Linked DNA regions of Sus scrofa: all the other regions are linked to region 1. The links are chromatin contacts, called in public Hi-C maps. All regions are on one chromosome and are shown on one strand. Each heading gives the region's core, a stretch centred on a gene start, on an enhancer-like site or on the middle of the called end of the contact. The rest is flanking DNA. Distances are from core to core; before and after follow the strand shown.

The links. A called contact is a pair of places that touch in the nucleus more often than the background predicts.
Region 2: a Hi-C map of liver shows a contact between it and region 1, with 4 times the contacts expected there. The contact joins the promoter of C2H19orf24 here to the promoter of MKNK2 in region 1. A contact is called at or near these places in 1 of 47 Hi-C or Micro-C datasets (liver) and 1 of 2 datasets of contacts at active chromatin or transcription factors (alveolar macrophages).
Region 3: a contact with region 1 is called in a Hi-C map of heart right ventricle, with 3 times the contacts expected there. The contact joins the promoter of GAMT here to the promoter of MKNK2 in region 1. A contact is called at or near these places in 2 of 47 Hi-C or Micro-C datasets (heart right ventricle and liver).

Annotation. Positions count from the first base shown.
Region 1 is chr2:76,508,651-76,512,544 of Sscrofa11.1, reverse strand. It overlaps MKNK2 (MAP kinase-interacting serine/threonine-protein kinase 2), which reads right to left and starts at 2,243. Exons shown (of 15, transcript XM_021084205.1): 1 at 2,090-2,243; 2 at 1,813-1,947.
Region 2 is chr2:77,187,549-77,191,442 of Sscrofa11.1, reverse strand. It overlaps C2H19orf24, which reads left to right and starts at 2,195. Exons shown (of 3, transcript XM_003122989.4): 1 at 2,195-3,439. The coding sequence starts at 3,141. It overlaps CIRBP (cold inducible RNA binding protein), which reads left to right. Exons shown (of 5, transcript NM_001246197.1): 5 at 1-201.
Region 3 is chr2:77,074,917-77,078,810 of Sscrofa11.1, reverse strand. It overlaps GAMT (guanidinoacetate N-methyltransferase), which reads right to left and starts at 2,245. Exons shown (of 7, transcript XM_005661394.3): 1 at 1,987-2,245; 2 at 843-1,042; 3 at 601-664; 4 at 225-292; 5 at 1-114. The coding sequence starts at 2,167.

The DNA.
Region 1 (3,894 bases), core at 994-3,493:
CCCTGGAGAGGAAGCGTGGCTGAGCCACCAAGGTGAAGAGACACCAGGCATGGCCAGTTCCTGTGTCCCTGTCACCAAGTGCAAGGGGAACCAAAGACAAATCCCCACTATTTCTAAGCCTCCACTTTCCCATTTTTTGCGGGGGAGGGGGGCACCCTCAGCAGGTGGAAGTTCCCGGGCCAGGGACTGAACCTACACTACAGCAGTGACAATGCCGGATCCTTAACCTGCTGAACCACCAGGGAACTCCCACTTCCTCATCTTAAAATGGGGAAAATGTGTCAGAGACACCTAGCAGATTTGTCTATCTGCTGCCCTGCTGCCAGGCTGAGGGAGGTGCCCCAGCCCAAGGAAACAGTCTAGTGCAATAGAAGAAGCCTCCTAGCATGGCCACTCAGAGGGCCACCTCAGAGCCAGGGCTCCTATCCAGTATCCCCCCAACTCCCTCAGGACTCCCACAGTGCCACCTCAAAGCAGGGCTATCTGGCACCCTGCAGATGCCAGCCAGCTGTAGTACAAGGCAGTGTGGACAGGCCAGGCCTAGAGCTGGCTGCGGGTTTCTAGTCAGCAGGCCTTGGCAGGAGGTGGCTGGAACCATCCAGAGAGTTCGACTTTGCTTTGGCCACTGTGCTGGCCCCACACGCTGACCCCATCTAGGCTCAAGCCCAGCCCTGGGAGGGCTCAGACCACCGCCAGTGACATCTCAAGTCCATCCTGCTCCTCTTGCCCAGCCCTGAACATTTGGACATGCCAAGGCTGTGTCTGCCCCGGGGGTAGAAGCGAGGATGACAGGAGTGTGGGCAGGGGTGGGGCGCTGGCCCAGGACGCTGGCTGGACAGGCCTGGGAATTTTAACCCAGTCTCGGCTTGCTCCTCCCACCGTGGTGTGCAGTTTGCCTGTAGGTATATTCGCGCGTGCACACATACACACAAATGGACATGCATGCACGCGTGAACACACACACCTAGGTCCTGCCTTCTCTACAGGGCAACAGGTCCCTGCCCAGGGAAGCCATTACGTAACACAGCTAGCAAGGTGGGGTGGCCGCTGCGCTGACATCACTGCGTCCCCTGGGCCGGGCCCTATGGGCCACTGCCTAGCACCTGCCTGTGCCCCCCTTCCCCCTGCCCCAGACTCGTTCATCTGAGACCAGGACTTGGCGGCCACAGCCAGGGGGCCCCAGCAGAAACTTCCCGCTCTGACAGGAAATAGCACTCTGGCCTAGGGTGTCTGGAAGGTGGAGGACTGGGAGAGCATTCAATCCACTGCCCCATTCTGCAGACCACCTAGGAGGGCGTGGGGGTGCCTGCAGCCCTGCCTGGGGTTTCTGGAGGAAGGACTCCACAGACCCCACAGGCCCCATGACGCTGGGGTCAGGACTGTGGCCTGCAGATGCCCCAGTGCACACTCAGCAGGGGTCTTCAGGAGACACAAATCCAGGGGCCCCCACAGGCGGGGGAGGGGGGGCAGCAGAGGAAAGACCTTACTGGCCCCAGGGCGCTAGGGACTGAACTGTGTGGCCTACTGAACGCCCTCCCCCCCAGTATACCCCTGGCTGGGGTTTGCGGGGAACACATAGGAAGGATCCCCATAGGCCAGACTCCTAGAAGAAAGACCCACAGGCCCCAGGATATCAGAGACGGGACTGCGGCCAATTGAACACCCCTACCAGTGCACAGCTGAAGCAGCCCCAGGAGCGGGGTGGGGTGCTGCCCCGAGCTCCCGAGGGATCCTGGGGTCGGGCTCCCGCGCCCTGCCACCGGCCACTCCAGTGGTACGGCCGAGGCGCCCCCAAACCGATCCGGCCCTCACCTTGAACGAACGGTGGAAGCCCTGAAGTTCGGCTGTTTTCTTCTGCACCATCTTCTGTCCGGGCCCCGCCAGCGGGGGAGGGGACGAGGGGCCCGGGGGCGGCCCGTGGGCGGGGGGGCGGCCGAGAAGGGGACCCTGTGGGCGGGAGCAGACAAAGGAGGGCGTTGAGTGGCCGCGGCCAGCGCGCCGGGAGCCCAGGCCAGGGCGGCGAGGCTCCGTGGGGCCCGATCCCCGCGCCTGGGTTGGAGCCAGGCTGGGGTCACCGGGCCGCACTCACCGGGGTCGGGCTCGGGCCGGGGCCGCAATGCCGCCGCCCGAGACGCGCCGCAGCCCGGACCCCGCTGCGCGGACCGCGCGGGGAACAGCGCCGCCACCGCCGCTGCCGCCACCGCGGACTCCTCCGTCAGGGCCGCCACCGCCGAGAGGAGCCGGGCGCGCCGCGTCGCCACCACCTTTATAGCCAAGTTCGGCCCCGCCCCGACGCAGACCCCGCCCCTCATGACCCGCCCTTGTGCGCACGACGGGGGCGGGGCTGAAAGGCCGCTCTAGCCGTGGGGCGTGTCTGCGCGCGTGCGCCTTGCAGTGCTCCGGGTTTCTGGCGCGGGACCGGGCAAGATCCTGACGCAGCCGGAGACTCGAGGAAGCCCGCGGGACCCTGGCACTGAGCCAAAGCCCGGCCCTGCCCTCTGGCAACAACATTAGTCTATTGGCCGGGGCTAAGATACACTGACTCCTTTTAGCCACTCTCCTGCTCCAGAACCTGCCATGGCTCCCTCTTGCATCTTTGCTTGAGAACCTGGTGTGTCTCCTTTTCAGCTTCTTGATCCTGGCCCCAGCTATCGTGCAGGAGCACCCCAACTGGCTTAGAGGCTTAGCCGCCTCCCCAGATTGCTCCCCCAAAGTTCACCCTATTATTGGCTTGAAAAGGGGACCACTGGAGTTCCCTTGTGGCACAGCAGATTAAAGATAGGGCGTTGTCCTGCTCTGGCTTTGGTCGCTGCTGTGGCGTGGGTTTGATCCCTGGACCATTCGCAGCCAAAATAAAAGAAGAAGTAAAGAATAGGGGACTGCAGTCAGGCATGGGGACTGAGCTCTATGAAGGACTGTCCTTCAGTCCTGCAAAGAAGTGTTTCCCCTGACTGATGGAGAAAAAGGCCAAGGGGTGGGGGCCACAGAACAAAAAGCAAAACACAACCCCGTTTCAGCTGAGGCCCTGACCCAGATCTGAGAGCTTCAGTTCATCCTGAGCCGGGCCAGCTCCCTGTCTCTGTCCCCACAGCCCTGTGGTGCATGGTCCTTAGACCTGGGCCTGGCCACGTGGGGGCACAGGTCTGGACTGTCCTCCCTCTCCTCCAGGCCCCAGTCTATCCTTCCAGGGGCTTCTCACCCTGCCCCAGCTATCCCCCAACCAGGCCTGAACTGGGTGATCACCTTCCCTTTGAGGCTGCCTCAAGTTACATGCTGCCCCCCAAGGCTACAGCTCAAGGCACAGGAGCTGTGAGGGCTGACCTCAGTCCTCTGGAATGTTTGGTGGGACCTGCAGGGAACTCCCCAGCCAGCCCCCAGCCCTCACCTGACCCATGCACGCATGGGTGTTGTGTGTGTGTGTGTGTGTGTGTGTGTGTGTGTGTGTGTGTGTGACCTTGGCTCCAGGTGTTTGGGGTGGGGCTGCTAGACCGGCCTGCCCAGGAGGCCTCAGTCTCCCCCCACACCATCCCACCCCTCTCCTCACCTGGCTGTCCCTTCCCACTCATGCCCGGGAGCCAGGATCCTCTCTGTGTGTACAGTCACCTGTGCTTTGGGATGGCTGGTGGGTACAGCTGGGTCCCTACCCCTCCCCAGAAGACCAGCTCTGTCAGAGCCCCGATCCTCTCACTGCTGGTCCAGCACCCAGCACAGGGCCCAGCACCCACACAGGAAGTGCTCACTCAGTGCTGCTGAAGAGAAAGGCCATAGTTAGCCAGGCGTGCCTGCGTGTCTGCATGCACGCATACAGGGGTTGTGTCAGTGTGTGAGCTTCCAGAGGCTGCTTCCAGAGCCCAAAGACTGAAATCAAGGCATTGTCGGCAAGGCCACACCCTC
Region 2 (3,894 bases), core at 946-3,445, 680 kb before region 1:
CTGAGCGTAGCATGGTATGGTAGGACCGGGTGGCGGCAGAGGTGCCCGGCTGCCTGGCCCCACCGCCCCTCTGTACTGTATCATCCACGGTAGACTTGCAGACGTCCCAAGAGTTTCTTGAAAATGTTTATTTATATTGTCTTTTTTTTTACTGGAAGACGTGTGCATATGTCATCGATGTTGTATTTGAAGTGGCTAAGGAATTCTTGTATGCAGTTTTCTTTGGCTTCACGAAGCCGATTAAAAGCCCGTCTGAATGAACCTGCTCTGACCATCTCCCTTTGATCACACCACACTTTCCCTGCTGCGGACTCGCAGCAGGCAGACCTGAGCAGAGAGGGCAGCTTGAGGATTAGGTCCACCAGTCCTTCCTGAGGCTGCCGAGAGCTAGAGGAGAAAGGCAGAGGCAATGACGCTGGCCAGGCCCCTGTGACAGCGGACTGCCACTGGTCCCAGTTAGGTGAGCAGGTGGGTGATGGGAGTGGGCTCTTGGACCACAGGGCAGCACCGGGAGGCCTCTGGCAGTGGCAGCCAGAGGGCTCGACAGGGCGGGCAGCCAAGCAGGGACGGTGGACACACGGGCACCTGACATTGACCCCGAGCACTTTAGTTTAGAAGCAGGCCAGAGAGCAGACGTAAGCAGTGTCCTTGGGTGACTCCAGATCGACCAGTTTGTTAGCTAGCTCTGCTGTTGCTTTACAAGTTCTGAGCGTTCTCTGCTAGCCTATGGAAGCTGCAGCCCCTCGGAGGACAGAAGTGTTGTGCGCCCAACAGAAACCTCTGAGACGCAAGCTGCTCCCTGGGCTAGCTCATATGTGGAGATAGTCCTGTAATTCGAGGTAACTCCTTTTGCTCGTCCACATCCCTCTTCTTGTCCAGAGCTCTTTTGAAAGTAAAGTCATGTAACCGGGGAATGTTCCTTTGACTGGTTTTTGCTCTTCCATTTTTTTTTTTCTTTTTTTCTTTTTTTTTTTTTTTTTAAATCAAGCTAGACCTAAAGGCAGAGCCCAGCCGTTTGCCCTTTCCTGCCTGCGACCAGGCATTCGGCCAGGCAGCTGTGCCTCACCAGTAGGTTCGATCCGTAAGCAGGATTGGAGACCACCGAACGGCCCTGCCTTTTGGATTTTTTTTGTTCATCAGTTGTCTTCTCAAGACCTCTTTAAGTCACTCTGCTAACTAGCTCTCTGATGTCTATTGCTGCCATGAGTTTTTTCTCAGAGCCCACGCCAATTTCTAAGCAGCTCCTTCCCAAGTGGGTAATCGGGCTTGAGAGTGGAAGGTGGCCTGGCCCATCTGAAAGGCACAGGCCTGCCCTGGGCATGCCGGCCTGTGGCAGGGCTTCTAGGGTTGGCCCCGATGACTAGCTTGAGACCCTTCCAGGAGCTGTGGATGGTTTCAGGGGAGGTGGGGAGGGCAGCTGTGAGCTCAGCGTGGGCATCAAGGTTAACACTCCTTTGCTTTGACAGGTTGAGTGGAAGCCAGTGCAACTCAGAAGGGTGGCCTGAGAGCTGTAGGGACCTGGGGTAACGTCCCAGGAAGGAATCACCTTGAAGCCTGAGGCAGAGGCACAGCTGCCTGCCCTCACAGACCTTCACCTGTAAGTGCTTTTCAGGGTGGGAGATGTGTGGCCCTTTGGCCCTGGCAGTGCCTGGCCCTTGCAGTGGATTCTCCTCTACTGGTTTTGTGACCCCCCCCCCCCCCGCCCCCAAGGGCCACGTCTGTGCCTCCTGCTGGAGCAGTACTCTTGCTCTCCCCCTCACCCCTCCTCATCTTTCCAGCAGGTGCTTCACTGGCAAGGTCAGGGTGCGGGGCTTCCAGGAGGACAGGCACGTGGCCCTTGTGTGACAGCCAGTCCTCATAGGCGACTGACAAGACAAATGTGGAAATCACACTTGAATAAAGGGATGGCATGTGCACCAAAAATCTGACTCTGGTGTGGGGTGTGGTGCGGCCGTGTAGGGCTGGTGGCAAGGGGTATGGTGAGGCATCCACTACAAAAAGCCTCTTCTGCCCTTTGTTCAGGGACATAAGGGTTACTTCATTATCCCCTTGGGATGTTCTCTTGGGGTCTGAGGAGCATGGTCAGTCCACTCCCAAAGAGGAGGTGGTCCCTTGGCACCTGCTCTTGGGTGGGTACACATCTCTGGCAGGGCCCAGGCTGAGGTCTTTTTCTTTTCTTTTTTTGTCTTTTTAGGTCTGCACCCGTAGCGTACGGAGGTTTCCAGTGTAGAGGTCAAACTGGAGCCGTAGCTGCTGGCCTAAGCTACAGTCACAGCAACACTAGGTCCGAGACTCGTCTGTGACCCACATAGCTCATGGCAATGCCCAGATCCTTAACCCACTGAGCAAAGTCAGGGGTCGAACGTGCGTCCTCATGGATGCTAGTCAGATTCATTTCCACTGAGCCACAGTGGCAACTCCCAGGCTGAGGTCTTGGCAGAGTGAGGGGGCACCTTCATCTTTGCCGTCCTTGCTTCCAAGGCTGGTTGCCTCTTTCTCTGGTCTTGGGTGTAGAGCATTAGGGTCAAGCCCTGGTTCTAGCTGCTTTGGGCTCTGAGGCAATCACCTTCACCCACCCCAACCCCTGCAGCGTCCGGCTTTTTGTGGACCGAGTCTTACACATCCCCACCCCCGTTCTTCCACTTGGTGTGTCTGGTTCTTCCTGGCCTCTTCCCAAAAGAGGATGCCCAGTTTCACAGCCGGGACTGGTCTCCTCTTTGGGAGGGTCAGGGCCAGGGGTCCACCCTGCTGTTGTCACTGAAACGTAGGGCAAGTGGAGGCTGTGGAGGCTGGGGCCAAGGACGCATGAATTCCCAGGGCCAGGGTGGGAGGAAGGCCCGTAGGGCAGGTTGTGCCTGCCCCGCCCCCTCGCAGTCTGACGCTGCAGGACCTGCGCCTGTGGCCTGGCGATGGGGCGGCGGTGGGAACAGAACTGAGGCTCTGTACCTACCAGGGTTTGGCTTTGAGCGATGCGGAACTACCCAGGGCTTGGGTGAGGCAAGGTGAGCAGCCGGGGGCGGGGCCGGGGCGGAAGTTCCGGGTAGTGGGCACCGCCCCCGCGGGCCATTGGCTGGTACCCGCCCCCGCGCTAGTGACTGACACTCGCGGGGGCGCAGCGCAGCCACTGCTTCCGCCGGGCCATGGGGCCGCGCGTGCTGCTGCCGCGGCTTCTACTGCTGCTGCCGCCGGCGCTATTGCTGCCGGCGCTGCTGTGCGGAGCCGAGGAGGCCGCACCCCCATCGCTGCGCTCTACGCGCTCTACGCAGGCCGCACTGTCGCCGCCGCCCGCCGTGACGAACGGGAGTCAGCCGGGCGCGCCGCACAACAGCACACACCCGGGGCCGCTGGGCTCGTCAGGCTCGCCGCTGGTGCGCTCCATCTACGTGGTCACGGGCCTCATCTGCCTGGCCTTGCTCTACTTCCTCATCCGGGCATTCAGGTGCGTCATGCGCACGCTACTGCCGCCGCCTTGGCATGGCTAATCAGCTTGCGCTTTGCGCCTCACGTGATGGGGCGCGAGAGCCCCGCCTCTCTGGTGCTGTTTGTCCGTGTCACTTGCCCGGGTGGGTGGGCCAGACAGTCACGTGACGCGTCGCTGTTTCATAACGCTGGGGCGCTGCTCGCTCTTTTTTTTTTTTTTGGCTTTTTGGCTTTTTGCTATTTCTTTGGGCCGCTGCCACGGCATATGGAGGTTCCCTGGCTAGGGGTCTAATCGGAGCTGTAGCCGCCAGCCTACACCAGAGCCACAGCAACGCTGGATCCGAGCCGCGTCTGCAACCTACACCACAGCTCATGGCAACGCCGGATCCTTAGCCCACTGAGCAAGGGCAGGGACCGAACCCGCAACCTCATGGTTCCTAGTCGGATTCGTTAACCACTGCGCCACGACGGGAA
Region 3 (3,894 bases), core at 996-3,495, 570 kb before region 1:
GTAGGTGAGGACGCCCCCTGGCTTCAGCAGGCGGAAAGCATGTTCCTGGGAGGGGGCAGTGGTCAGGAGGGAGGTGTGGGCAGAGGCATTCTCACAGGGCCTTCTGTCCTTGGACTCAAGAGAACAGCAGGTTCTCTTGAACCAGCAGGAAAGGTGCCCCCCTGGGCCGACCCCCGACCCTGGGGCTGGCGGGCGGACTCCCGTCTCACCGCAAGTGGTCCTACCCTGATGAAGTTGAACTGGTGTGTGTGCCAGGTCTCCTCAGACAGCGGGTACGTGTCATACAGGATTCCTGCTCAAGATGACAGAAACCCTGTGGTCAGGGCCAGGTGGCAGCCTCCTCAGAAGAGTGGAGGTGGCCAGCGACCCTAGGGTTTACTGTGCTGCAGCCACCTCTACTAGTCGCATTTGGCCATTCCTTGAAGTGTCCACACACCCAAGTACCAGGCCATTGTGTGTGTGTCTGAACCTGCCCCCTAGGCTCTGCCTCCCCAGTGATGCATCAAGGCACTGGGGCTTCAGAAGCAAGCAGAGGAGGGGCTGGCGGTGGAAATCCAGGCAGAGCTCTGTGCCCCCACCCAGCTCCCAGAGCCCCCTCACCATCGAAGTGACTGTCTGGCAGGGTGGGCGCCACCTCCTCCCACAGGCCTTTCAAGGGAACCACCTTGGGGCAGGGGAGGAAAGAGAGAGAATGCTGAGGGTCAGAGGAGCCCAGGATTTCCCCACCTGTTGTGAGGGAGGGGGCAGAGAGACCCCCAAGAGAAAAGACCACCTCCCCTATGACTGTGGCTGCTCCAGGTCCCCAACCTTCTCTGGGGGCAGAGCAGGGCACAGGTGGGCACCTTGTGTGGCTGCTGCTGGGCCCAGTCCTGGAGCCGCTGGAAGACGCCGTCATTGCACTCGATGATCCAGTGCTCGTCGATGGCACCCTCCTGCACCTTAGTGGCTGCGATGGCCATGCCAAACCCCACCTCCAGGACCCGGCCCCCTGGGCAGACAAAGAACCCAGGCATTACACGCCTCCCGGAATTGGGGAGGCTGCCTGGAGGAGAGGGCATAAGGGCAGGGCTTTGGCAGAGAAACATTTGCCTCAAAGACTAGACGACACAGCATAGCAGAGGTGGGGGGTGGGATAGAACACAGCAGCCCTGAGAGGGAACAGTGTTCAGGGTGGCCTGCCAGGGAAGCCACAGACTGGGCTTTGGGGCAGGCCGGTGGGGAGTGGGGGGTGGGGTCAGACCCTGGACTTTGAGCCCCAGCCCATGCTGTTTGCACTGACGGCGCTTATCTTCGATGTGGGCACTTCCCACCCCTCCTCAACAATGAAGTTAACAGAGTTTGGGCAAGGGAGTACCAAGATTCAAGGCCTGGCTGTGGAACAGGAGGGGGCAGGGGTTGATCCTCATTGGGTAAAAGGCAGAGGCGGAGAGGAACGCCCTCCCCAAGCCGGGACTCCGGTTGTGCCCATTTGCCAGATGGAAACGCAGAGGCCCAGAGGTGGCACTCCTGGCCTCCGGGCTACCTGGGGAGTCCTCAGCACCCTGTGAGCTCAGACACCCAGTGCAGGACGACCCCTGACAGCTGACTCCCGGCCTCAGCTTTCCCCGAGCTATTCTTAGCCGGTGCCCGGCTTCCCGCGACTCCTGGGCCAGAGCATTCCCCACGTGAACCTGGGTAGCACCTCGCCAGGTCGCCACCCCCGTCTCCGACCTCGCGCGGGGGGTGGGCAGCTGACTTCCGCATCTGAGGATCCATCCCCCGACCCAGACCGTTTCCATACCGGGGTCGGGGCGTCACTGCCCCAGGACAGGACGTTCTCTGGACTCGGGGAGCCTAGAGAGACCCGGGACTCCCCTGTTGCCCCCCGCGAGGAGCCCCATTTTCCAGGCGAGAAAAGAGGCACATAGAGGCTCCTATGTGCGTCGCCCGAGAGCAGGTTGGCGTCGGGTCCGAGCGGCCCCGGCTCGCCCGCCCCGCGAGGGCTACCTTTGGAGGCAGCGACGGCCGCCAGCGCGTGCATGTAGGGGGTCTCCCAGCGCTCCATCACCGGCTTGCCCAGGATCTGCAGGTGCGTGTCCGACGCGTCGTAGGCCGCGGGCGCAGCTCGCCATGCGGGGCTGCAGTTCTCGCCCGGCGCGAAGATGGGGGTCGCGGAAGGGGCGCTCATGCTCCCTGCTGGACCGCTCGCCACTGGAGCTCCGAACGCGCAGGGCTGTGTCCCTGCAGGGCCTTCTGGGCTGGGGGCGGGGCGGGGCGGGGCGGGGCGGGCCGCGAGCCGACTGCGGGGCGCCCAGAGCGGCCCCTAGCGGCCGCGGCGTGGAAGGCGGCCCGCGGTGGATCCCCGACGCCCGCGACGCCCCCTCCTCGCCGAGCCTCTGGCGCCTGGTGAGGGAAATGGCACCACCCTCAAGGTCCGCACCCTGTCTCTCTGCTGCCTCGGTGTCTTCATCACTCACCACCGCGAAAACAGCCTCCTCCTCGCTGCCGGAGCCTATGGATCTGACGATCGTCCAAGTGCTTTAGGTATTTAAAATCATTTAACCCTCAGAGGTGCTGAGGCGGGTTCTTTTAAGCCTCTTCGTTTTACAGGCGGGGAAACTAGGCTCCAGAAGCAAAGCTGACAACCTCATGGCCATGACCGCAGAGTGTGGAAACCCAGGATAAACCTCGACGACCCCCACCCTGATCACTAGGCGGACCTGCCTCTCCCCTTTTACTCCCCCAGGTGGCCTGAGACCCCAGAGGACCCCAGGGCTGGAAATGAAACGACCATCCCAGCCCTCTCGAGCCTGCCTGCGCAGCTGGAGGGTCAGCCCCTGGGGGTCAGCTGTGTCCTTTGCCTGCCACCCCTGTGACTGGCCCCCAAGCCAAGTTGGGTTGGCTCCAGGCTCTGAAATGTGACTTCTTTCCCATCTGTCTGCACAGACACCCAGCTGTGAGCCCAGAACACCATCCCTGCCAAGTGCTTTGCACAGCCCCAGGAACACATGGGGAAACTGAGGCCCTAGAGGCTGAGGTCACAGAGTTTGCCCTGAGGCAACCCTGCCCCTCTATGCCCACCTCTGGATGGCTACTCCAGACTCCTCCCCTCCCCCCTGCAGAGCTTCTGTGTCTTCCTGCCACCAGGAAGACACACTCTTCCCTCTACCTGGACGGTTCTCCTCTCTTCTGGCCTGGTTGCCTTCTCTTTCCACTTAATGCTCCAACCCACTCCAGGTCTCCTCAGGCTGGACATGGCCTGTTTGAGGCTGGTTTATCTCCGAATACCTCTCCTTGGTATTTCACTAACTGAAGGTTTTTCTTCATGGCTGTATTATCTGTTGGATGAGCTTGGCACACGGAAAATTCTTGATAAATCCTGAACACACATTGGGTCTAATATGGTCTGGATGTGACCCACTTGACTCCAGGAGACCACAGGAGGAGGCAGGATGACAGAGGCCACCAGGCACTGGGGCTGGGCTCATGCTGCTTTTTGCCTCATGTGAGTTCATGTTGCCTGGCTTCCTTACCACCACCAGCCGTCCTGGGCACTGTGGTAGGGGTCTGTAAGCATGATGCCAGTATCCTTGGGCACCCAACTCAAGTGATGCCCTGGAATGTCTGGCCTGAGATAGGAGAAGGCAGGTTGTGTGTGTAGCTATAGCTGTGTAACAGATTGCCCCGCATGTAGCTGCTGAAAACAACCTCTCAGTTTCTGTGGGTCAGGAATCCAGGTGGAGTGTAGCTGGGTCTCTGCTTCACAACCTCTGGCAACACTGCAGTTGAGGTGCCAGCCAGGGCTGAGGGCTCATCTGAAGGGTCAGCTGGGGAGGAGGCCCCTTCCAGGCTCACTCATGGCTGTTGGCTGCATTCAGTTCCTCGCCACGTGGGCCTCTCCATAGTGACAGTTTG